Linked DNA regions of Mus musculus: regions 2, 3, 4, 5, 6 and 7 are each linked to region 1. A link is a contact called in public Hi-C and promoter capture Hi-C data. All regions are on one chromosome and are shown on one strand. Each heading gives the region's core, a stretch centred on a gene start, on an enhancer-like site or on the middle of the called end of the contact. The rest is flanking DNA. Distances are from core to core; before and after follow the strand shown. Region 1 holds the start of Fbxo33 (F-box protein 33). Region 2 holds the start of Rpl36al (ribosomal protein L36A-like). Region 3 holds the start of Rps29 (ribosomal protein S29). Region 4 holds the start of 1700031P21Rik (RIKEN cDNA 1700031P21 gene). Region 5 holds the start of Mis18bp1 (MIS18 binding protein 1). Region 6 holds the start of Fkbp3 (FK506 binding protein 3). Region 7 holds the start of Klhl28 (kelch-like 28).

Region 1 (3,424 bases), core at 319-2,818:
TAGAGGAAAACTGCCACACAACAGCATGTACATCACTTGACCTAGTAAGCACCCAGTTCTGCTCTCTACAGTACAATATTTTCTGCCCTGACCCTAGCAGTGTTGGAATGTCCAATCACTAATAATTATTTGTAAACTGCTGCAATTATTTTTCTTCCAAATTAAGAGTGACATTGTAAGTTTGGAATGAATATCCAGATAAAGAAAATATAAATATGGTTTGGCAGGCACTAGACTTTCATAGGGACTCTGTGCTGGAGTCCGAATATGGGCCATGAGCTCTAGGTGGAATTACACTAAAGTCCTGATGCACAATGAGTCTCATACTTAACCCCCACAGTATGCCCAGCTCCTTTATCCCACCCCAAGTTAGGTAGCGTTACTTTTGTGTGAATCACTGGGAGTAAGTCCAGCCTGATGGTGTATGGGATGCGGCTTCAAGTCTGACAATTTTCCTCCCCTAATGATTTTAACTAGCACTCCTCCCAGTCTTTGGACATGGCCCAGGCTAGTAAAACTATTTCAGGTAAGAAAAGGACTGTTAAAGAATTCTTATAGGTTAATTCTTGTAATCATGGACATCAGCAAGGAAACTTACTCACCTCGTCACTATGAATTAATTACCCATCACCAATGGTCAAATTCAGAATCAGAAAACCACCTTATTTTTTTGTACAGGCCTCACCCTTAACTCACAACTTTCCCACGCATAAGATAATGGCATTGCCCAGCAGCTCTAGCCCATGGACAAGAACGGATGAATGAAAGCATGCCTGAGACGCTCCAGGAGTCCCGTTATCACCTCTTCTGTCTCCGGAAATAGTCTGGTCAGGAACGGATAGCTGCACCTACACAAGGCCATCCTGAGGCCGGCCGGCACACCCCACGGGATCTTTCCCAAGGCCAGCGGAAGGCCAGACCCTCTCGGTCCCCACGCAAGCCTACCTGTTGTTCCGGATGCTGAGCAGCACGCACAACACCAGCTCCAAGTAGATGCGCAGTACTTCCAGCCAGCGGGAGGAGAGCTGCAGGGCCTCCCCGTCTTCCCCTCCGGTGCCCGTGTCGGTGCCGCCGCCGCTACCGCCGTCGCCCGGGCCGCCGCCTCCGCTCAGATAATTCTCCGCGGCGAACTCAACCCGCAGCTCCCGCACGAACCAGCCGCACTTGCGCATGAGGAACTCTAGCCGCGGCTGCTCCGCGGGCGAGACGCGGAGGCAGATGCGGAGCTGGGGCCACAGCGCTGGGTAGAAGAGGCACTCCCGCCAGTGCGAGCAGGAGGCCGAGGCCCGCAGCCGGTCGGGCGCCGGCAGAAAGGAGAAGATGTGCACGATGAGCTCGCTGGGCAGCGACGCGGCGCCGGCCGCCTGCCCGCACAGAGCCATCCGGCTCGGCCGCCGGCCGCCCGTCCCCGGCCGCCTGCGCAGTCCTCGCAGCAGCCCCCGCAGCCGGCGCAGCTGCAGCAGCCGCAGCCGCTGCCGCCGCCGCCACCGCACCAACCGGGCGGCCCCGGCTCGGGTTCGCGCTCCCGGCGGTCGGGGTTGCGGCACTGACAAGAACAACAACATCAATGACAAGGAAGAAGGGGGCGGAACCGTCGTGCGCCTCGGCGGAACCAAGTGCACTCGGACCGGCTGAGAGGGGGGAAAAGCTGGCGCGGGGAGGCCTGCACGCCGCTGACTTTCCGTACCGCAAGCAAGTGCTCCCCGGCCGGCCCGGGCAACGACCTCGAAATCCTCTCTCGAACGGACCAGGGATGCGGAGGCGACCGCGCTGCTTCCGAGGAAACCGTGGTTCTCCCGGTACCCGGACGCGGAGGCTCGGTAGTGGTAGGGACTGAGAGTGACGTCACGGCGACGGGCGGAGCCTGGCGCGGCTTTGCGAGACTTCCGGAACCGGGGGAGCTCCTGGTTGCCTGGATCGCGCGGCACGTGACCGTTGACGTCAGCGACCCGGGGCGGGGCTAGAGGCGTGGGGGCGGGGCCACTCTGGGCGTCCCTCGCCGGGTAGGTCTGGCCCTTGCAGCGTGCTCGAGGCGGAACCCCGGCGTGCTGCGCTAAGTCCCGACGCTTTCTCATTCGCTGGGCTGAGGTCGCGGCGCCCGAGGGCTCGCACGCCGGCTTCTTTTTACATCTTGTTCAGAGCAGGACAAAATCGGCTTCCCAGGAAAGGCGGATCGTGGCGGCACGCGGACCTTCCTCTTCCGACGTGCGGAGGCCGCACACGCCCCATTGCTGAACCAGTGACGGCAGCGCCACCTTTCGTCTTTAGAGGGGCAGGAAAAAAATGGCTAACGATTTTCATCTTGAGGGCTGGTACCCAGACTTAAATGCTCTCTGAACCCTTGTCTGCAAAAGTTCTGTATAATTAGTATGTTTTATTAATAGCTAACGATCACTTAGTGGTAACATCAAATTAGGAAGTTAAGACAGGTTTTAATTTTCAGTTTCTTAAAGTCATTGAAGTGTTTGTGAAGAGAGCTGTGGATACCTCTTCAGTGTACCACTGTACTTCTGTAACAACACACCCCTGTATACAAAAGTAACATGGATGAAATAAAGTAGCTATTTTGATAGTCTCTGATACTCCTACAAATAAGTTGGAGAGGAGAGCTTTTCTTTAGTTTGGTGCCCCCAAAGAAAGGGATTTTAAAAACAGCCCTTCACGTTCTCAGCATGCGAAGTATCTCAGTCAAATTGTAGGAAGCAGCGATATCTAAAGGGTTAAGAGATTTTTTTTTTCTTTTCGTTTTTCGAGACAGTTTCTCTGTGTAGCCCTGGCTGTCCTGGAACTCACTTTGTAGACCAGGCTGGCCTCGAACTCAGAAATCTGCCTGCCTCTGCCTCCCGAGTGCTGGGATTAAAGGCGTGTGCCACCACGCCCGGCGTGGTTAAGAAATTTTATGTCTGCTGCTTCAAACCACACTAAGAAACTAGCTAGTCTAGATATCTTTAGCTCTGTGATGTAACAGCAGACCTTCTGTCACATTTCTTTTATACAGTTTGGTGTCACGAACCTAGTAAACTACCAATAATAGTATTTTTTTGTTTTTGTTTTTGGTTTTTGTTTTTTGTTTTTTGAGACAGGGTTTCTCTGTATAGCTCTGGCTGTCCTGGAACTCACTTTGTAGACCAGGCTGGCCTCGAACTTGGAAATCCGCCTGCGTCTGCTTCCCGAGTACTGGGATTAAAGGCATGTGCCACCACGCCCGGCTCAATAATAGTATTCTTTTACCTCTAAATTTACATCAGCTCAGTTGGTACTTTGAATAAAAAATGTATTCCAGGTAGGTCATTTCTTTGAACCCTTGTCTGTAAAATTCTATGTAATTACCGTTTTATAAGCATTCAATGAACATTAAGTGGTAACAGTAAATCAGGGAATTAAGACTTGGATTTGGACTTCAGTTTCAAAGTCATTTAAGTAT
Region 2 (3,424 bases), core at 532-3,031, about 10 Mb after region 1:
CAAACATGTATCACTGTCCATGGTAAATTAGCCAACATCAACAAGTCTGAAAATATAATGAACAATTATTAAATAATAATTTTCATATAAATTGAAAATACCTAATCAAGTGACCAATTTAATGTTAGTCTCCAAGCCATTCTGAGTGGAAGGATGAAACCTTTGTCAGCAGATCTGGGGAATGAATTCTATGACCATCACATATGTTCTGTGCCCATTATTCTGTAGCTACTGCTTATCTGTATGACTTCTTGTAGGGCACTTAGTACACACTTTGCCTAGCATGCAGAAAGCACTGGGTTCAACCCAACACAGCACCTTAGAAATAGGATATGGTGCAATTCTGTACTTCTAGTATTTAGGAGGCAGAGGTAGACCCAGACTCAAATTATGTTTGAAAACAAAACCCCCTAAATATGCAATCCTACTGAGAATCAAAACACAAGGCTTGGTATCATTAACAGTAACTTTATTCTCTAGCAGGTCATTTCTCTACTGCTTCAGTATTTTCCTCTCAGAGAACACAAGTTTTAGAACTGGATCACTTGGCCCTTCCTCTTCTTGTCGCCTCCCAGTTCAAAATGCTTGCATCTCTTAATGGCCAGCATCCTCTTGGATCTGCAGTTGGGCTCAACACACTCAAGCCTGAGCACAATCTTCTTTGTGGTTTTGGCCTTCTTTCGAAAGATTGGCTTTGTCTGCCCACCGTAGCCACTCTGCTTGCGATCGTAGCGCCGCTTTCCTTGGGCATACAGGGAATCCTTGCCCTTCTTATACTGGGTCACTTTGTGAGGCTGATGCTTGCCACATTTCTTACAGAAAGTCCTTCGGGTTTTTGGTACGTTGACCATGTTTGCAGTAGAAGTGTCTGCGATGAGAACTGTAAGAAAGTTTCAGACATTAAAGATCTTCAAACTCGAAAGTTTTAAACAGGTATAATTTGTAGGAACATATAAAAAAAAAACAGTAATGTTCGAAAATTTGTGAACCCACCAAGTACTCATTTCCCACGTGAATAAAAGGCCAACACGCAGCTGAGTGGATGAGCACTGGCTTAAACACCGGGGTTCAATCCTTACCACTTCAAGCCTATAGAAAAACTGTTTTTTGTTTTTTTAAACTAAAACGAGGCATTAACAGTTAAAAACTCAGACCTGATGGAGTGTGTCCTGGGAGGCTGAGGCAGAGGATTGCTAGTTGAGGTCTGCCTTAGCGTCCAAAGGAACTGACACTTGGAGTGGCCATTACAGTTCTCCCCAAACCAGCGTCCAATTTCTTAGGTCTCACTGCAAGGACAACGCAGTGGCGTCCGGGTAGAGAAGTTTTGCTCGGACTACCCCACAGCAATTCCCTCCGTTTTCTAGCTACGAATGGCTTACAACGAAATATAGTCGTTTCTGCAACAACCGGGCTCGTTCCTTCCCCCCAGCCACGTCAGTCTGTTTTGGCTTCACCCCCTCTAAAGCACCGTCACTCTCCAGCGGGCCCGAAGGCTGACGTGTCGTTAGCAGCCAGCACGCCTCGCCGCCCGGGAGCCGCCATGCTGGAGCGGTCTCTTCCGAGAGAGCCGCGGGCTGACCTCAAGCCGCGGCGGGCAGCACCTGCCCCTTTCCGACGCCTCAAAGAGCTAGGTCGGCTCCGGCTTCCAGGCGACCGCGGTCCCCAAGGAAGCAGCTACCGCTCTGCTCCAGACTTACCGAGAGACCGGCCGCCGCGATCCCCGACTCAACCGCACGCGCCGAACAGGAAAGGGACGAACAGAGCGGAAGTCGGAACTGAACCTGAGCGACGGGAATGCGAACCAATAAGCAGCGGCCTCCTCCGGAGGCTTCTGAGAAGCGCCAATCAGCGCCCGGCGGGGCGGGGCGGGGCGGAGGGTGTGGGCCGGAGGGCCCGGGCGCTCGCAGGCCAGTCGCGGCTTGTCAGAGCGGTCGCTGCCGGAGCGGGGCGAGGCTGCGGCGTTCGGTGTCGCCGTTCCGCCGTGCGAGCAAGGATGAGCGCGCAGAGGACGCAGAGCCACGGGCAGCGCAGGTAAAGGAATCACGGTGTCGGCGACCGCGGCGGGGCTTCTTCCGGGACCCCCGGGTGCTGAATGGAGAGGACCGAGGCGACGTTGAGCCGCGGCTCGTAGCGGCGGGGCGGCTGCCGGAGCTGCAACTGCCAGAGAGGATGCGCGGAGCCCGGGCGGCGCGAGGCAGTTGAGAGCCTTCGGGCCCCAGGACGCCGGAGCCCGGGATGAGTTAGCGAGGGCCGCCGCGGGGGCCAGTTCCTAGGGCTGCAGGCCAAGGCGACGGCGCCGCCCGCCCGCCCCTTCCGTGCAGAGGCCGCCAGCTTCTTTTCCGCGCCCGCGCTCCGGGCCCTGGAGACCATGAGGTTCCGCATCTACAAACGGAAGGTGCTAATCCTGACGCTCGTGGTGGCCGCCTGCGGCTTCGTCCTCTGGAGTAGCAATGGGCGACAAAGGAAGAGCGACGCCCTTGGCCCGCCGCTGCTGGACGCGGAGCCCGTACGGGGTGCGGGCCACCTTGCTGTGTCCGTAGGCATCCGCAGGGTCTCAAACGAATCGGCCGCTCCTCTGGTTCCCGCGGTCCCGCGGCCGGAGGTGGACAACCTAACGCTGCGGTACCGGTCCCTGGTGTACCAGTTGAACTTCGATCAGATGCTGAGGAACGTCGGTAATGACGGCACCTGGAGCCCCGGGGAGCTGGTGCTGGTGGTCCAGGTGCATAACAGGCCGGAATACCTCAGGTTGCTGATAGACTCGCTTCGCAAAGCCCAGGGTATTCAGGAAGTCCTAGTCATCTTTAGCCATGACTTCTGGTCCGCAGAGATCAACAGTCTGATCTCCAGGGTGGATTTCTGCCCGGTTCTGCAAGTGTTCTTTCCGTTCAGCATTCAGCTGTACCCGAATGAGTTTCCGGGTAGTGACCCTAGAGATTGCCCCAGAGACCTAAAGAAGAATGCAGCTCTGAAGTTGGGGTGCATCAATGCCGAATACCCTGACTCCTTCGGCCATTACAGAGAGGCCAAGTTCTCACAAACCAAACACCATTGGTGGTGGAAGCTGCATTTTGTATGGGAAAGAGTCAAAGTTCTTCAAGATTACACTGGCCTTATACTCTTCCTGGAAGAGGACCACTACTTAGCCCCAGACTTTTACCATGTCTTCAAAAAGATGTGGAAACTGAAGCAGCAGGAGTGTCCTGGGTGTGACGTCCTCTCTCTAGGGACCTACACCACCATTCGGAGTTTCTATGGCATTGCTGACAAAGTAGATGTGAAAACTTGGAAATCGACAGAGCACAACATGGGGCTAGCCTTGACCCGAGATGCATATCAGAAGCTTATCGAATGCACGGACACTTTCTGTACTTACGATGATTATAACTGGGACTGGACTCTTCAGTATTTGACTCTAGCTTGT
Region 3 (3,424 bases), core at 470-2,969, 9.9 Mb after region 1:
CAATACTGACTCCTCTGCAAACCTGTCTTCAGTCCTGCAATTCTACACTTGCTCCAGTCAAAACCCTTGGGATCCTAACTACTTGGACCTTCCCCTAATTAACTACCCAAACCACTCCAACCTGTGCCACCCAAGATCACTTGGGAGGTTCTAACTGTCCTGGTTCCGTTTCCTCTTGCCTCAAACTCATTTTTGCCTCAGCTTGCAACTCTACATTTTTGCTTCCCTTTTCTAAACAAAACACACACACAGGAATTAAAGTTCTTCACATTTTTATTCTTTGTGTACAAAGACTAGCATGATCGGTTCCACTTGGTAGTAGTCAGTCGAATCCATTCAAGGTCGCTTAGTCCAACTGAAAAGAAAAAAACAAAACGGAGTCTATTACTTAGACTGTGATTCTGGCATTTATTTCCACTGGTTCCCCCTAGTTATTCCCCGATACAAGACCACACAAAATTACATTAACCATGTCATGTACTCCGGAGTTACTAAATAGCCCGTTTCTGCAGTTCATCTTAACCCGAAAAAACCTAGACCAGACGGAGGAGGGACCGATCCTGACACACTTGAGTCATTCAAGTCTCTAAACTGTAAGGCTAGGCTTACAGTAACTATTTCATCAATAATGTAAGTCTGAGCTTAAAACTCTCTGCTGCACCTCAGCAGTGTCAAATACCATGCAGGCCCATTAAACACAAGTTTATTTAAAACTGGTCCCGCAGCTGGGTGTGATGCACACCTTTAATCCCAGCAGAGAATCTGTGTTCCAGGACAGCCAGGGCTACGGAGAAACCCGGTTAAAATACTTTTTAAAAAAATTGGTACAAATAAAAAGCAGATGAAATATATATACAGTGGTTTTGACCAAAAAAGGAGACTTTTGAGACATCAACCTTAGAACAAATAAAAAGCCAAAACCCTGGCTAAAACATAGCAGTGTGTTCACTAGATTCACTTAGGTTTCGGTGTGTGAAGTCTAGAGCTCTTCCCAGTATGATCAAACATCCTGGGCCAGAAATTTAAGACACGTATTGGGTTAGGAATATTCAGTTACTATGTAGAAACTGCACCACCTCCTACCCACCTGACACCTAAATCTGACCAGGCATTAAACCCTTCACCCTTCCCTTCTGGAACTCTTAAAACCCTCCGCTGTGTGCATCGTGGACGGCAGCGACCAACCGCGCGTACCTTAATGAAGCCTATGTCCTTCGCGTACTGCCGGAAGCACTGGCGGCACATGTTCAGCCCGTATTTGCGGATCAGACCGTGGCGGTTGGAGCAGACGCGGCTGGGAGGAGGAAGGACAAGGAGATGGCCTTAATGGAGCCGCCACAGTAAGGTACAGCACTCCTCAGCTTCCCCACCACCCGCAGCAGGGCCCGCCCGGCCCGGCCTAGCTAAGCCCGTAATGGCGACGGCAGCACCGAACGCCCTGCGCGCCGCCCGCGGGCCTTGAATTTCCGACACCCAGTCACCAACAATGGCCCTTCCCTCTAACCGCGGTCTCCACAACCCGCTCCTCACCAAGAGCGGGAACCCTGGCCGAACTTCCGTGGGTGACTCCAGTAGAGCTGCTGGTGACCCATCTTGCCTTCAGACGCCCAACGAGGAGAAAGGAACGAGTCGGCTCGCGCAGGCGCTCTTCAAAGTTTTTTGGAGCTACACGCTACCCAGAATACAACGCTAAGACGTGACGCGTACGCCGTGCGACAACATTGGTCCGCGTGCTCTGAGTGACATTTCTAAGGCTGGCTGGGCGGGCACAGTGAGTGACGTCACGGCCCGCCGCAGCTCTAGTATCTCCCCGTCGCTCTCAGCGCTCGCCGGGCGCGGTGGCGCACGCCTGTAGTCCCAGCTACTCGGGAGGCTGAGACAGGAGGATCGCTTGAGTCCAGGAGTTCTGGGCTGTAGTGCGCTATGCCGATCGGGTGTCCGCACTAAGTTCGGCATCAATATGGTGACCTCCCGGGAGCGGGGGACCACCAGGTTGCCTAAGGAGGGGTGAACCGGCCCAGGTCGGAAACGGAGCAGGTCAAAACTCCCGTGCTGATCAGTAGTGGGATCGCGCCTGTGAATAGCCACTGCACTCCAGCCTGGGCAACATAGCGAGACCCCGTCTCTTTTTGGACACTTAATAATATTAACATTATTCTCACTTTCTTTTTAATTCACCCTTTTCTCATATAATACATTTCAACCTTAATTTTTTACATTGTCTTAACACAAACGTTCGCTTACAAACGTGATTTTTTTTTTCCTTTACTCACTACTGACACCTACTGGCGTGAAATTATATGACAACTTAAATCAAGTGTAATGAGTAAGAGTCAACGATAGGGGCCTCTTATTAAATCTTTTGACCTCATATACTCCAAAAAGAAATCCACATCATTCCATGGATGGAAAATAGGGTCTTACGTATATGTGAGTATACCACCCTTGATACCTAAATATAATCGCCTACATTTACTTTTCATTTGTTTTTGTGTAGACAAGACTGGCCCAAGACTCTCATTTTGCCCATAATAGACTCACACTCCCTATCCTAATGTCTCAGCCTCTAATAATGGGCTTGCTTGTGCCACCAAACGCAGGCTAAGTGGATGAATATGAAGAAAAGTAATATAAAATAAAAGTTGTTTTCATCAGATAATTTAATAGCAAAACAAGTAACGACAAACTTCAAAAGACAAATTTATAAAAAATAAAAAATATATAAAATAAAAATAAAACCTAAAATTGCACAAAGCCCTGCCCCCTGAAATAAAAGCTTTAACTAAATCTAGAATGTAGCAGAGTAAAATTAAGAAAAAAAGCCTTTTGTAGAAGACTTTTAATAGAAACTTTAAAAAAAACTTTAAAGTATGCTACTTCAAAATTTTGGTAGACAATCCTTACCCAATTATTTCATAATGAAAGAGTCACAGATTTAAAGACCAGATATAATTTAATGTCTGTTGTCAGTCTTCAAATCTAGTGTTTTACACAAACACACACACACATATACACATATACAAATACACACACACATATACACATAAACAAACACACACACCGCGATTCCCTCACCTTTTCAATTCCAGTTCTGTTGTTGTTGTTGATCTATCTCTCTGTCTTGCTTTGACAACATGTAATACAACTAAACAAACGGGAGAACACAGGAGGGTACTGTTGCTAGACAGAGTAAGAAGATAACGCTGCTGAAGGACACAGCTCACTGGTGCCTTATTTTTCCTCTCATCAATCAGTACCTGTTACTATTACTGGGATCACTGCTTTGCCAAAACAGGTAGCCATGCCCTTCCTGGCTAGCCAGGCCTTCTGGAAGAGTCTGGCTAGACTGTTCACTGCCTTTTCTTGGGATCCAAAGAGCATTTGTGTTTTCCTAGCTACCCCTGACAGATTGGCTAGCATCGTG
Region 4 (3,424 bases), core at 635-3,134, 6.6 Mb before region 1:
GTTTCCATTTTCAGGGGAGGCATTTATATATCTTTTTCTATTTTCCCTTTTTGTTTCATTGTGCTTTTCATTTGTTATACTTTTGCTAAATATTTGTCTAAACCTTTTGCCCATTTAGATTTATTTTCTCTTATGGGTATGAGTGTTTTGCCTGTATGTATGTCTGCCTGTGTTCCACAATGTGCCTGGTGCCTTCAGAAATTAGAAGAGGAGGTCAACTGCCTGGAACCGGGGTTTCAGATAACCATCTGTGAGCCATCAGGTGTTTGCTATGAATGAGCCTGGGTCCTCTGGAAAAGCAACCAGTGCTCTTAACTGCTGAGCCTTTTTTCCAGCCCCATCTTAATTTATTCTTGATACATTTCTGATGATGGGTTCTGATTATTCTCTTGAGATTTGTCTTGTATTACAGTTTGACTCTCTGTTGAACAGTTTGACTCTGTTTATGATAAAGACCAGTTTGACAAGTTTTTCAGAGATTCTACTTTCTGTATTCTATCTTAGAACTCTTTGTTCACCCTAAGGTTGCAAAAAATACTTTCCTATGTTTTCTTCTATAATCTCTATCTCAAGTTAATTTTTCACTTGAAAGAAAAGAAAACTAAATCTTACCCACATACTTTGGAGTCCTCAGAAGTACTGAAAATCAGTGAGATTGGTAAAGGCGCTTGCTATCCAGCCCAATGAATGAGGGTTTTATCCCTAGAACCTACTTGGTGGAAGGAGAAATCTAACTCCTGGCAAATTGTCCTCTGACCACAACACACATGCAAAGGAAATAAATAAACAATGCAATAAAAATATTAAAAGAAGTACTAAAACCCATTTAACCTCATGGGGATGTTGAGATAAAAATCATTAAATTAATGCTTGTTTACTGACCTAAACCTGAAGTTGGCTTGATTAAGCATTCATTCAGACATCTGAATGTTAGTTTATGGAAACAAAGGGAGGGGGAGGGGGAGAGGTGAGGTGAGAGGGAGGGACTGTGAGGAGAGGGAGGGAGGGAGGGTCTCAGAGGAGAGGAGAAAGGGGAAGTTGCAATCTAGATGGAAAGTAAATAAATACAAAATTATCATAAAAGGCAGGCTAATAGAAAGTTACACCAAAGCATTTTTAAAAAGCATCTAATTGGAAATTTTAATTCAATAGACCTGTCATTTTCACTCCTGTTTTTCCTGGGGGAAGAACAGTGTTTTATTACTTTTCAAAAGTTGTTAGAAAACAACCAACTTTCTTTTTTTTTTTTTTTGAGACAGGGTTTCTTTGAATAGCCCTGGTTGTCTTGGAACCCACTCTGTAGACCAGTCTGGCCTCGAACTCAGAAATTCGCCTGCCTCTGCCTCCCGAATGCTGGTATTAAAGGTGTGCGCCACCACCGCCCGGCTCTGCGTGACTTCATAACCCTTCTTTTTCTGCATATCAGAAAACCGGTGCCAATTAAACAAGTTTTAAAATTATTTTCTCATGCCAAGTTGGAGGAAAGATGGGAGGACGAGGAGAAGGGAAAAAAAAAAAAAAGAAACTCTAGTTAAATTAAGTAGTAACTTGCCTTGTCCTTCGGTAGTTCGTTTGTTAATGAATTGAGACAGTTTGTATAGGTGTTGTACAGGACTATCTTCTGAAACAAACAAAATCTATCTTACCACATTCTGTAATGTCTACTGGCAAAAGATCATCTCAGCTGGGCTTGTTGACCCACACCTGCTCATAAAGGGGCAGGGAGGTCAGGCGACCCTTACCTGAGTATCCACCCTACCTACTGTAGTACGCAATTTTATCCATAACTAGAAGTGGCCTCGCTGAGGGGAGGGGTAGAGTCTGTAACCTAGGAAGACTAAGGGAGTGGGGTGGCTGGGTGGAGAAGTCTTCATCCCGACTGGGTAAAGGCTTTCTAGGCGTAACTTGGGGGGATGAACACCCTGGCTCTGTGAGCAACTCCTCCTTTACGTCATAGAAGGAAGCTCAACTCACCATTCCCTCCGCAGAGTGTCCTTTGGAGGACTCTTCTGTTTGCTGCTGGAACAAGGATAGGCCTTGTCTGTCTGCTCAAGAGAAGGAATTTTAGCTGACTAGCCTAGGCTGGGCTTGTATTCACTATGTAGGGAAATCTGCCCTTGAACTTCTAGTTCTTCTCTGTTTCCCACCCAAGTACTGGGATTACAGGCAGGTGCCACACCACAGCCGACTAATGGTGATAATTATAAGCACACAGGAAAACCTTTGCCCAGACTTCATTCTGAGAAATACTGAAACCACACCAAACTAGCAGTTTCTGACCTTTGTCCCTCATTTTACAGCCCACAAAGCTATGACTTGAACAGCTAAGACTTCGCTGTTATTTAAAATTACAACAAATATTTCCTCCAAGTAGGTATGTTTTACACATTTGTATCATAACAGGGCTAACATGTCATTTAATATACAGGAAAAGGAACGGAAGTACAAGAGTGACTCTGCTATTATTCTACTCCAAAGTGAGCAGTGTAAATCCTTAAATTTCCCTCTCAGGCCAAGTAGGTGGGCTTCCGCCCTTGCATCTGTGTTCCGGATGTTTGGTTACCAGGCAACGTCTAGCGCCTGCCAGACACCTGTGAAGGGGTGCGGCCCCTGGTCCCCGAGCCTCGGTCCTGGACCTAATCGGCGCCTGCGCAAAATGTGCACAGGCAGGCGTTACCTGCGACCGGCCACCCGCAGAGAGTGGACGGGCGTGGCCGCCCAGTCAAACTCGCGGGTCCAGGCCGGGCAGCGCCTGCTGGGAACAGACTGTACCCCAGGCTCTAGAGGACCTCCCCAAGCTTTTGCTGCGTTCCTAGAGTATGGTGCCCATAGTTCTGGGACCGAGTAGGCTATGCTGGGGAGGGGTCACCTGGCGGGTTGGGCATACTTCAACAGGCATTGGACTAGTGGAACATAGGTAACAAGTGTCCTGTTTTAGTGTGTGGGGGGAGTAGGTGATCGAGTCAGGGCCCTGGTCACTTAGCTGCCACACATTTCTCAAGCTCCCACACAGACGTAGGAGAACAGCGAGCCTCCCAGCGTGCCGGATAGCGGACTGCTTAGAGAACTCACTCCCCTCCCCAGGCCTCTAGAGGAAGGCTCTTACCCAACATGCACCAGGAGCTAATTTGCATAACCCCAAGGTAAACCACACGGACCCACGCCGCCAGCGTGATCCCCACTAAGCAGCAGGGGTTCATGAGCATAGCTACACAGTTTCACTGAAAAAACTTTTTCTTTGTTCCCGGGTTTACTGGGAGGCTAGGAGAAAAACGCGGGTCAAAGTCACCCTAACTTAAAAAGTCAGGAATTCTTCGTCCTTATATAGTCCACGGCTAGACACTACGATCGTGCTCGCTTCGGCAGCACATATACTAAAATTGGAACGATACAGAGAAGATTAGCATGGCCCCTGCGCAAGGAT
Region 5 (3,424 bases), core at 660-3,159, 6.0 Mb after region 1:
CAGCAGCAGCAGCAGCAGCAGCAGCAGCAGCAGCGCACCTCACCTCCATATGTCAATAGTCACATAGCTTAATAGTCATTTGGTGTAACTTGAAATCATGATAGTTAAAGAACTAGGTTTCAGAAGCAAGCCACCAGAGGCCATCCAGAAGCTCAGATAGGAGCCTAGCCCAGACAGGGCCAGTGTGCTAATGAACTAACCCCAAGATGGTGTTGATATGGAAGTAAACCAATCTCAAGCTGTGGGCCCTAAGAGTACAACGCTAACACCACTACCTCCCCCCCCCCCCTAATAAATTCTGAAACTTTGAGAATGGTGTCTCTAGCCAGTGACAAGAAGACTTGAGACATTGGCCTCAGTGACTAAGGAACTTCAGGTACTGTTGCCAAGCCCACACAGGACCAAGTCAATGTCCTGCTCTTAAGTGTCTCCTGGGACCTCCAGCGATGCAATATTCCACCCAGCCTGCCACAGCTGAAGGATTTTCACAGCAAATGTGGGTTCAGCCCTCAGCTTCCAAAGCATCATTGCCAGAAGACTCCCCAGTAGAACCCTGCTGCAGCACTTCTACCCAAGCACTGTTACACGCTTGGTGAAATGTATGTGTAAATTTTCTACTAGCATGATATCATGAGGAATGCTTGTGTGGATAAACCAGGCATATTCAAAAGACAAATCCTGCAGGAGATTTAAATAGTAGAGCACCTTACCACCTACCAGCTCCTGCTTCTCCTAGTGACAATTCATTTATAAATCTCAATTCGATGTACTCAACAACAAAAACAATAAGAACATTAAAAACTGCAGAAGGATTAAATGGCAAAACAGACTTGATAGCCACATTTTAAAAAACCCACATCACATGCTTATGAGCATAAGCACGTTAAGAAACCCATAAAACAACAACAACAAACCATACATACTGGCAACATTACACGGATTCAGCAGGTTATAGCTAGGAATATATATGTGTGTGTGTACATATTTGCAACTGTTATTGGTGAAAATGAACCACTGAATTTGAAAGAGAGTAGGGAGGTTTGTAAGGGAGGGTTTGGAGGGAGGAAGGGGGGAGGAGAATCTAAGTAAATTATAATCTCTAAAATAAACAACAACAAATGCGCCTGACTGTACAGTGTTATACTTTAAGGATAGGATGAAGGAACCTTCTGTTTTTCTTTTTTATTATTAGATATTTTCTTCATTTACATTTCAAATGCTATCCCCAATACCCCCCCCAAACCCACCCACTCCTGCTTCCTGGCCCTGGCATTCCCTCATAATGAGGCATATAATCTTCGCAAGACCAAGGGCCTCTCCTCCCATTGGTGGCCTTGTACAAGGCCATCTTCTGCTACATATGCAGCTAGAGTCAAGAGCTCTGGGGTACTGGTTAGTTCATATTATTGTTCCACCTATAGGGTTGCAGACCCCTTCAGCTCCTTGGGTACTTTCTCTAGCTCCTTCATTGGGGGCCCTGTGTTCCATGGAACTTCCTGTTTTCCAAACAAAATCTCTAACATCTACAGATGCCTGCAACAAGCATGGTATTCAATCCTAAGAACGCATAAGCGGCTGCCTCTAGGAATGCTGGGTCCGGAGACAAAGAGTTGGGCATTCCCACGCTACTCCTCACGGAGACTTCGGATTTTAGAACAAATCTCGGGCGCTAGGGCAGCAATGTTAACGAGCGAACAGAGCAGAAGTTAGACGCCCGAGAAGAGTCAGGCGGGGACCCGGCCGATCGGTCCGCGAGGCTGAGCGAGCAGAGGACCTACCTTGGTGAGGACAGCAGCTCGAGGCCGTGGTTACCCAGGGCTCGCAGCGCCTCAGACCCACGGAGGCCCGGGCAAGGGCTCCACGCGTGTCCGCAGACTGAAACTCCGCTCGCCTTCCTCGTCCACTTCCCCAGCACGGACAAATAGCGCTGGATTTCAAATCCCGAGAGCCCGCCCCCCGGTGCCTGCGATTGGCCCGCGCAGAGGTTGCGACACGGCGCGTCTTCCGGAACTCCAGGAAACAGGAGCACAGCCCAGAGCGGCCCGAGGCTGTGAGAGCGGAAAGCGTCCGACCGAAGCCCCTCGGTTGCTCGTGGAGTTTGTTTCTCTCCACAAGGCGGGCCCCCGGGAGCGCCTCGCCACTCCTCCCGTGATGCTCCGCGGGGAGAAAACCCCACGACGGTTGACGCCCAGCGGCGCTTACCGAGGCGCGATTTACTAAATTTGACCCTTGCGGGCCACACTTGTTAGTTCTAGGCTGCGCTTTCTCAGTGTAGTCCGTTTCTGAGGAGAAAAACTGCTTTAGAGAGTTTGAAAGAATTTTTCTTTCAGTTTGCTGTTTAGATTTTCTTCGGGCCAGGAAAAAAAAAAAAAAAAAGTTGCTCCCAAGTAGTAGACTGAACTGGCTCTTCCAGAGGTCCTGAGTTAAATTCCCAGCAACCACATGGTGGCTCACAACCATCTGTAATGGGATCGGATGCCCCCTTCTGGTGTGTCTGAAGACAGCTACAGTGTTCTTTATAATAAATCTTTGGGCCGGAGGGTGGCGCACGCCTTTAATCCCAGCACAGAGGCAGAGGCAGGCGGATTTCTGAGTTCGAGGCCAGCCTGGTCTACAAAGTGAGCTCCAGGACTATACAGAGAAACCGTCTCCAAAACAAAACAAACAAAAAAATTCAATTCCCAACAACCACATGAAGGCTCAACCTTGTACACAACCATATCTGTACAACTATAGTGTACTCAATATACATAAAATAAATAAATTAATCTTTAAAAAAAAAATCTAAGGACCATAGTAGAATTTCTTTTCTCAGTGAATGTCGGTTGCAGTGCGTTTTGTGGCACTGGTTCCTGAAGTCTGTTTTGCCACTTGATAGTACATGCCTGTTATCCTAAGACTGGGAGGTTGAGGCAAGAGGATGGAGAATCAATCGGAGGGCAGCCTGTAGTATGTGTTGGGGCTCTGAAAGGAACTGCTTCCCCTACAGATGTGTTATATCTCTTCCTCAGCTGCCAGGGAAGGTATCCACAAAGCTGGCATAGCAGTTCTGCTCCAGCGGTTGAGACACAACACACCTCACACAGGAGAGTGGTTGCCTTTAGAAGAAGCAGGGACCTGAGCTTGATTGAGGCAGGGATATTATATTGGAATTCTTGGCGGGGGACCCCGAGGGTGGAGACCGAGGGACTCTGTTTCTTAACCTTAGTCTTGGGCTTGCGATCAAGTAAAGGTCAAGGTGGTTTTTCTCTTAGCCCTGGTCTTAGGGTCAAGTCAGGAGCATGGTGTTTTTCATTTGCCCTTTGACCATACCTCTATTGACTCACAATCCCAACAGGGGGCCTGGGAATGCGGTGGGGGGTGGGGGTGGGGATCATGAATTTAACATTAAGAATGGAAGTGGGCTAAGTGGATAATGTAGCTC
Region 6 (3,424 bases), core at 587-3,086, 5.9 Mb after region 1:
GGTAAAAGACTATCACTGGGGAACAAAAATTATCACAAAACTGTTATATGTTCCAAGTCTCTTGAAATGGTCCAAGTCAGGTCAGTGGCGCTTAAGAGTCTAGAAGAAGAAAAACAATTAAAAACTTTACAGTCTACCTTGGGATAAATAAGCTGTTTAAAGACAGCTTAAGAAGTACAGTATTGAGGTATTAAATGCCCAACTCTACTGCTGAACATCATAATGGCTCAAGAGAATACCCATTAAAATGGCAAGTGGGTCTATCCGCAAAGGGGCCTTTTCCTTTCACTCTTGTATATTCACTCAAACAGTTCTACAGTGTACTACACGTTTCATAAATATGGCTGGACCATATCCTGACGCCTGGAGAAGTGTGAGAGTTCTTGGGTCTCCCAACAAGATCTTAAGTGAAAATACAATCTTCTCAAAAGAACCCAGAAACTTTTTAAACCGAAATGACAGGACTGTAAAAACACAGGCATGAGTATGTGAATGATCACTGGAAAATACCCATTTAAATGTCACTAAATGCATTTTCATATTTTGGAATCACACAGCACTCGCTATCTTGACATTTTTGAATCTGAAAATCTGTAGCAAAACTTAATTTAGGCTGCACCTTCTATTTTAAAATGGTAGATTGATGCACATCGTGTATGACCACTGAGGTGGGGCAGTGGTGGAGAGCGCCTTTAATCCCAGCACTTGGGAGGCAGAGGCAGGTGGATTTCTGAGTTCAAGGTCAGCCTGGTCTACAGATCGAGTTCCAGGACAGCCAGGGCTACACAGAGAAACCCTGTCTCAAAAAACAAAAACAAAGCAACCCCCCCCCCCCGGAAAAAAAAACCTCAAAATAATTTAACTGAGGTACAGAACATGACGTGATGGAGCAGGGCTGTTATTCCTAGCACTTGCTAGATGAAGGTAAGGTCAAGGGAGTTTGAGGCCTGTCTGGGCTATGAGATGTTGCCTCCAAAAAGATTAAGGAGTCGGGGGGGCTGGGGTGGGGGTGGGAATGAATGACCCTTCCTGAAGGGCAAAAACTCAAGTCTAACAAAATAACCCGTGACTACAAAATGGGTGGCTAAGATGCGGACAGGGCTGAAAGCTGCATTATACAACTAGAATTTTTCAAATCTGCGTGCTTATAATCACAGAAGCCCGCCGTATTAAAAATTCACATTTAATTCCCCTAAGGTTATTTTGTAAAAGATTTGTAACAAAAAAAGTTAAAACAGTAATATGTGGGTTTCTGAAAATCACGGATCATAGTTCGGTATTCAGTACATGGGTAAGACAAACTAGATGCACACGAGGCTCCCTCGCATCCTTACACCCCTCCCTCCCATTTCCCAGTGGCCAGCACTGTGCGCCCCGGCAGCATGCACTCCCGAGTCCTCGCCCCCGCCTCAGACGCCAGCATTTCAGGGTCCTTCTCCTCAGGTCCTCGGCCCTCACAGATCCTGTCTGGGATTTAAATCTACGGCCGCAGCTCCAGGGCCTGCCCTAGGAAATAAGGGCCGAACCCCGCGGAATCTGGGGCGGCCCAAGGGGCGGGAGAGTGGGAGCTCACGCGGGCCGCTCAGGCCTGGCCAGCACCGGCCACAGAGGGCGAGGGCGGGGGCACCGAGGAATCCGGTATGTAAGGCATCTCCGGGGGGGGTGAAGCTGCCCCGGGACGCCCCGGCCTGGCCGCCCAGATGCCTTTGGTACCGAATCTGAACCGTGATCCTGCAGAAACTTGATAATGTCCTTCTTGGGCAGCTGCTCGCTGCGCAGCTGCTCCACGGTCCATGCACGCTGCGGAACAGCCGCCGCCATCTTCCCCTGCTGCTGCCGCTGCACTGAGCCAGCCCGCCTCAATCCGGCGCGGTCCCGCCCTCAGGGCGTGGCCCGGGCTTACGCCACGCTCTAGGGGTGGGGCCTCCGCCTTTTGGAATCAGCCCACACTTTCTACGCAGCCCCGGCCCTGAAGGGTGGCCTGGGCATGCGTGGCGCGCGAGGAGGCGGGGCTTCTGCTTTGCTGAGCCTGGGGGTTTCTTCCGTCCACTCTCTGTCCCCACGGGTCCTGCGCGGGACTCCGGGGCCCGGCCGCCATGGTCCTAAACCGGATTGACTCGTGAGCTAGGGTGATGTCAACACTGGGCTGTGAGGGCCTTGTTGAGTAGAATGAAAATCTGTGCAGGTCTCTTGGCCAGCGGCATGCAGTGATGATGGCAAACCTTATTTTGATGCTTTCTGAGGCGTTCTTTGGGCAGCCATCACGCCCACTTGTTTATTATTTACGGCTTACGATGTCTTTAAAAGTACAGATTGTAAACGGTTTAAAGAAAATAACAGCATTCGGGTTTTCAATCTCATTTTAGGCTAGTTCTACTCTAATCTTATCTGGATTGGCCTAGTCCTTGCCCATCAAACAATTTCCACAAAACTAAATGCAAACCTCTCCCGACAGAGCTTTGCCTACAAATTTAGAAACTTGAATAAAACAATGTAATTACGCTGTACTTAAAATACCTCTTTACGATAGTGAGGGTGGTGTATGTACAGCAAGAGCTTCGCGTGTTTGTACTTTGTTTCAGTAACTGAGGAAATAGATGTTTACCGATTTTGTACTGGTACCCAAGACTAAAAGCAGAAAGCTGTCACTAACAGAACTGGGCAAGAACACTTACTGCTCTATAGCTGTAATCATTATGTGAGAGTTAAGATATGAAGTGTATGTCTGTAGCACTTAGGAGCCCGTATAGCCCCTTACAAGATGAGGCAGGACATTGGCCAACTCAAGGTCATTTTGGTCTGCATGCAGAGTTCCAGGCCAGAGTGGGCCTCAGAGCAAGAACCCGTGTGAAACAAAAACATACGGAGGAAAACAGAAAAAGAAATCCCACGACAAAAATGTATTTGTTTTAGTTTCTCAATGAATGCAGGGCCAGAGCACATTCTTTAGACAGACAAAACATTAAAACTGCCATTTGTATAACACAAAACTGCATTTTCTCAGCATAGATGGAGAAAAATATTATTTATCTCTACTTTTGCTTCAATCATGTTACGGTTACAAACGATGACTGAATGCTTGTCCTGGGGTCACGAAGTTATGTATCTTAACCCCGTATGTAGTATGTCGTTAGCAGTGACAGCTCATTTAAAGCACAGCAAAAACTACATTCTATTTACTTATGTTAATTTTGACCTGGAAACTCTGGACGTCAAGGATGACCTAGACCTGATTCTCCAGACTCCTCCTCAGGCCAGAGCCACCGCTCCAGGTTTGAGATTGCCTTCAAGCCCGCTCGAGGGATGGGAAGGGTAACAAAACGAAAACAAACAAAACACAGCAAAACTTGCAAAGATGCTAAATCCAGACACCCGCCCCCAGCCCGTCACACACTTCGCGCAATACGCATGCGCTTCTTCTGAT
Region 7 (3,424 bases), core at 391-2,890, 5.7 Mb after region 1:
TTCAGGACAGTGAAATAACACAGAACAGCAGCAGCAAACCACAAAACAGAAGATAAAAGAAAGTGAAGAAACCCACCAAAGCTTTAAACCAAAGCACAGGATACATGGTTATACAGCCTCATTTATATTAATACTTTTTCCAAAATAAAAAATTAAGAACATTTTAATTATGTTATAATAAAAACTAATAAATACAATTTCAACTTGCATCACCAGGAGTATTAATTATTGTTATAAAGCACTTTGATACATGTGACTCAATTATTTCAAGATTTCAAAAAATAATATAGCTGGGTATGGTGGCACAGGGCTTTAATCCCAACACTTGGGAGGCAGAGGCAGGCAGATCTCTAAGTTGGAGGCCAGCCTGGTCTACACAGGGAGTTCAGAACAACTAGGACTAGACAGGAAAACCCAGTCTCAAAATAATAAAATAAAATAAAATAAAAATTGAGAGATATCCATTTAATACAAAGAGGGACAGAAATACTTTTGCATTTGAAGAATATAAGCTTGGAACTTCAAATTATAACTCAGTCTTTTCTCACTGAAAAGTAATTGTATTATTTCTTTTAAAAGTCTGCCGAACAACAACAAATCTGTTTTCAAGCTTGGTTTGACAGTGCACACTGGTAATCTCAACAATCAGAAGACTGATAGGAGGGTCAAGACTTCAAGACCAGCTTGGGCTATACAGTAATTCAGCATTAATGTTTCAAATACAGACACACAAAAAAGTTGCTCTTTCATGCCCCAAAGGGGTGTGGCCGTATAGGAGATACTCTTAGTTGAACTGAGTCTATTTATAGTTTCTTTTACAAAAAAAAAAAAAACACTCATCAGCTATCAAATTCTCATTTTGCTTAAAATAATGTCTATCAACCTAAATCCTCTGTGCAGAATTCTCTTAGGACTGTAATGCTAAGAACTTGCACCACAACTGAAATTGTCTAGCGATCTCCGTCTCCAGGAGACTGAAAGACTGCAGAGACTCTGGAGTATCCTAGGGGAGATGGGAAAGGTGGAGGTGGGGCGAAAGGAAAAGTCCCACAGAGGAGTTAAAAGATAAAGGCTTTAAGCACTCCGTTTAATGCAAAGGGGAAAACACTGATTCTACCTATCTATAAGAAAACTTGGTGATGCGGACAATGAAAAGGGACAGAAGCCTTTAACACTCCATAGCCAGCGGGTGAAGAGAGGAAAAGGAGGCAAGGGAGAAGAGGGCGGGGCGAGGAAGGTCCCCAACGACAAGAAAGTCTTTTTTAAAAAAGTACTCTGTGTGCTTGGCCTCGGTTAGGTTCTCCTGTACTACTAAGCAGGCTGCAGGTAGAAAGAATCTTATTTTGGACAGCAGTGAGTAGAACGTTTACAATGGTAACCAGCACTGTGCAGAACATGTCGTCTCTCTCTGCCTGCTCTGGTCCAGTTCTTTGCCTCGCATTCTGGCTCCTGGGGCACTCGGGGAACACACCACCAAAGCCTGCACCACTGTATAATAGCAAAAGGAAAATACCTGAGTCCCAGGAATAACACCTGCAGCAACAGGAGGAGGAGCCACGGAAAACTGGAACCCGGGATGGGATCCTCTCTTGCTCCCGTCAAACCTCAACTCTTATGGGTGGGGTGGAAAACTTCCGCCCCGGACAAGGGAGCGTCATTTCCGTCTAAGGCCTTGACCCCGCCTCTTCATTCTGGCTACGTTCAGACTTCCTCTTCCAGGAATCTTCGGCCTATGCTTTAAGTCCTTACATGGACTACATAACCCAGCATCCACCGCGGCAGATTGGTTTCCGGGTCAAGAGGTCCGCTCTGGGTGCATCACCATGGAAGCGCTCGGTTTGGTCACGTGGTGGCCCTGGTTACGCCGGGTGGCGCCTGTGGGGTCCCAGGCTCAGCGGGGGCCATTTTGCCGGAGGCTGGCTCCGGGAGTGGAAGGCCCGAGCGGCCTGGCAGCTGACCGGAGCCGTTCCTTCTCTTCCTCTGCAGCTCGGGGCTTGGAGAGGAACTGGAAGGCTGGGCTTCATCCAGCCCTCCCAAGACGGCAATGGTTCCCTCCAGCTCTCGCTACCTGACGACCCTCCATGGCGGCCGCGCCTTCCGAGCTGCTCCCGCTGCCGCCTCCTGCGACCCCTGGTTCCTATCGCCTCCTGAGCCGCTGTCGTCCTTACGCCCCAGGGACTGATGGTCGTCGATCCGGGGGCACCATGAGAGGCGAGAAAAACTATTACTGCCGTGGGGCTGCCGGGGATCATGGCTCCTGCCCCGCGACGCCGTCGCCTCTGGCCTCGACCCTCCTGTTACCGGCGGAGGCTGTTTCAACTAGCTGGTCCGGGCCTGGAAGTGGGCTCTCGGGCGGAGATGAGGAGGAGACTCGGCTTCTTCAACTCCTGCGCACCGCACCGGATCCTTCCGAGGCGTTCCAGGCTTTGCAGGCTGCCTTGCCGCGGCGAGGCGGCCGGCTTGGCTTTCCCCGCCGCAAGGAAGCCTTATATCGGGCGCTGGGCCGAGTGCTTGTGGAAGGCGGCAGTGAGGAGAAGAGGCTCTGCTTGCAGCTTCTCTCGGACGTTCTTCGGGGTCAGGGCGAGGCGGGTCAGCTGGAAGAGGCCTTCAGTTTAGCGCTTTTGCCTCAGCTCGTTGTCTCGTTACGAGAAGATAACCCTGCCCTACGGAAAGATGCGCTGCAGATCCTGCATATTTGTCTTAGGCGTAGTTCTGGGCAGGTCCTGCGAACTCTCATCCAAGGCCTGGAAAGTCCAGATGCCCGGCTTAGAGCTTCCACTGCGCTGTTGCTCCCTATCTTGTTCACTCCTGAGGATTTGTTGCAGGGTTTGGATCTCACTGAAGTAATAATATCTCTGGCCCGAAAGCTTGGCGATCAGGAGATGGAAGAAGAATCCGAGACAGCCTTCTCTTCACTTCAACAAATTGGAGAACGACTTGGTCAAGAGAGGTTTCACTCCTACATCTCGCGTTTGCCTTCTGCACTGAGGAGGCACTACAATCGCCGCCTGGAGTCCCAGTATGGAAGTCAGGTTCCTTATTATTTGGAGCTAGAAGCCTCCGGGTTTTCTGAAGATGCTGCCCCGTGTGTAGTGAATCTTTCCAGTAGCAATCTTAAATTTGAGATTATTCCCCAGGAACTCCATGCAAGACTGTTGGATCAGGAAGATTATAAAAACAGGACTCAGGCTGTTGAAGAACTAAAGCAGTTGCTGGGAAAATTTAACCCAAGTTCGACCCCTCATGCTAGTCTCGTTGGTTTCATTAGCTTATTGTATAACTTGCTAGACGATTCCAATTTCAAAGTGGTCCATGGCACACTTCAAGTTCTCCATTTGCTGGTCATTCGCCTGGGAGAGCAGGTGCAACAGTTCTTGGGACCAGTTATAGCGGCTTCTGTGAAAGTGCTGGCAGACAACAAGTT

The links. Promoter capture Hi-C pulls out the DNA fragments that hold promoters and counts their contacts. A called contact is a pair of places that touch in the nucleus more often than the background predicts.
Region 2: a promoter capture Hi-C map of pre-B cells shows a contact between it and region 1. The contact joins the promoter of Rpl36al here to the promoter of Fbxo33 in region 1. A contact is called at or near these places in 2 of 39 promoter capture datasets (cranial neural crest and pre-B cells).
Region 3: a contact with region 1 is called in a Hi-C map of B cells, with 5 read pairs. The contact joins the promoter of Rps29 here to the promoter of Fbxo33 in region 1. A contact is called at or near these places in 1 of 39 promoter capture datasets (cranial neural crest) and 1 of 484 Hi-C or Micro-C datasets (B cells).
Region 4: a contact with region 1 is called in a Hi-C map of B cells, with 7 read pairs. The contact joins the promoter of 1700031P21Rik here to the promoter of Fbxo33 in region 1. A contact is called at or near these places in 1 of 39 promoter capture datasets (pre-B cells) and 1 of 484 Hi-C or Micro-C datasets (B cells).
Region 5: a contact with region 1 is called in a Hi-C map of CD8 T cells, with 5 times the contacts expected there. The contact joins the promoter of Mis18bp1 here to the promoter of Fbxo33 in region 1. A contact is called at or near these places in 2 of 484 Hi-C or Micro-C datasets (CD8 T cells and LSK cells) and 1 of 9 other capture datasets (liver).
Region 6: a Hi-C map of regulatory T cells shows a contact between it and region 1, with 6 times the contacts expected there. The contact joins the promoter of Fkbp3 here to the promoter of Fbxo33 in region 1. A contact is called at or near these places in 1 of 39 promoter capture datasets (cranial neural crest), 4 of 484 Hi-C or Micro-C datasets (CD4 T cells, regulatory T cells and uterus) and 1 of 9 other capture datasets (liver).
Region 7: a Hi-C map of hematopoietic stem and progenitor cells shows a contact between it and region 1, with 5 times the contacts expected there. The contact joins the promoter of Klhl28 here to the promoter of Fbxo33 in region 1. A contact is called at or near these places in 11 of 39 promoter capture datasets (the C10 cell line, the HPC-7 cell line, cranial neural crest and 7 more), 25 of 484 Hi-C or Micro-C datasets (B cells, CD4 T cells, CD8 T cells and 15 more) and 1 of 9 other capture datasets (liver).

What each region holds. Positions count from the first base shown.
Region 1 is chr12:59,217,915-59,221,338 of GRCm38.p6, forward strand. Fbxo33 (F-box protein 33) reads right to left here and starts at 1,569. Exons shown (of 4, transcript NM_001033156.4): 1 at 946-1,569. The coding sequence starts at 1,565.
Region 2 is chr12:69,182,286-69,185,709 of GRCm38.p6, forward strand. Rpl36al (ribosomal protein L36A-like) reads right to left here and starts at 1,782. Exons shown (of 2, transcript NM_025589.4): 1 at 1,698-1,782; 2 at 449-880. The coding sequence starts at 851. The coding sequence ends at 531. Mgat2 (mannoside acetylglucosaminyltransferase 2) reads left to right here and starts at 1,873. Exons shown (of 1, transcript NM_146035.2): 1 at 1,873-3,424. The coding sequence starts at 2,369.
Region 3 is chr12:69,157,467-69,160,890 of GRCm38.p6, forward strand. Rps29 (ribosomal protein S29) reads right to left here and starts at 1,720. Exons shown (of 3, transcript NM_009093.2): 1 at 1,531-1,720; 2 at 1,195-1,294; 3 at 256-355. The coding sequence starts at 1,592. The coding sequence ends at 347. It also overlaps Rn7s1.
Region 4 is chr12:52,600,438-52,603,861 of GRCm38.p6, forward strand. 1700031P21Rik (RIKEN cDNA 1700031P21 gene) reads right to left here and starts at 1,885. Exons shown (of 3, transcript NR_045910.1): 1 at 1,743-1,885; 2 at 1,553-1,618. It overlaps Gm35239 (a long non-coding RNA gene), which reads left to right and starts at 2,516. Exons shown (of 7, transcript XR_001780617.2): 1 at 2,516-3,424. LOC115488100 (a small nuclear RNA gene) reads left to right here and starts at 3,351; the gene lies at 3,351-3,424.
Region 5 is chr12:65,170,671-65,174,094 of GRCm38.p6, forward strand. Mis18bp1 (MIS18 binding protein 1) reads right to left here and starts at 1,910. Exons shown (of 14, transcript NM_172578.2): 1 at 1,779-1,910.
Region 6 is chr12:65,072,102-65,075,525 of GRCm38.p6, forward strand. Fkbp3 (FK506 binding protein 3) reads right to left here and starts at 1,837. Exons shown (of 7, transcript NM_013902.4): 1 at 1,714-1,837. The coding sequence starts at 1,821. It also overlaps a transcript of Fancm not described here.
Region 7 is chr12:64,963,896-64,967,319 of GRCm38.p6, forward strand. It overlaps Klhl28 (kelch-like 28), which reads right to left and starts at 1,641. Exons shown (of 5, transcript NM_025707.3): 1 at 1,514-1,641. It overlaps Togaram1 (TOG array regulator of axonemal microtubules 1), which reads left to right and starts at 1,847. Exons shown (of 20, transcript NM_177805.3): 1 at 1,847-3,424. The coding sequence starts at 2,082.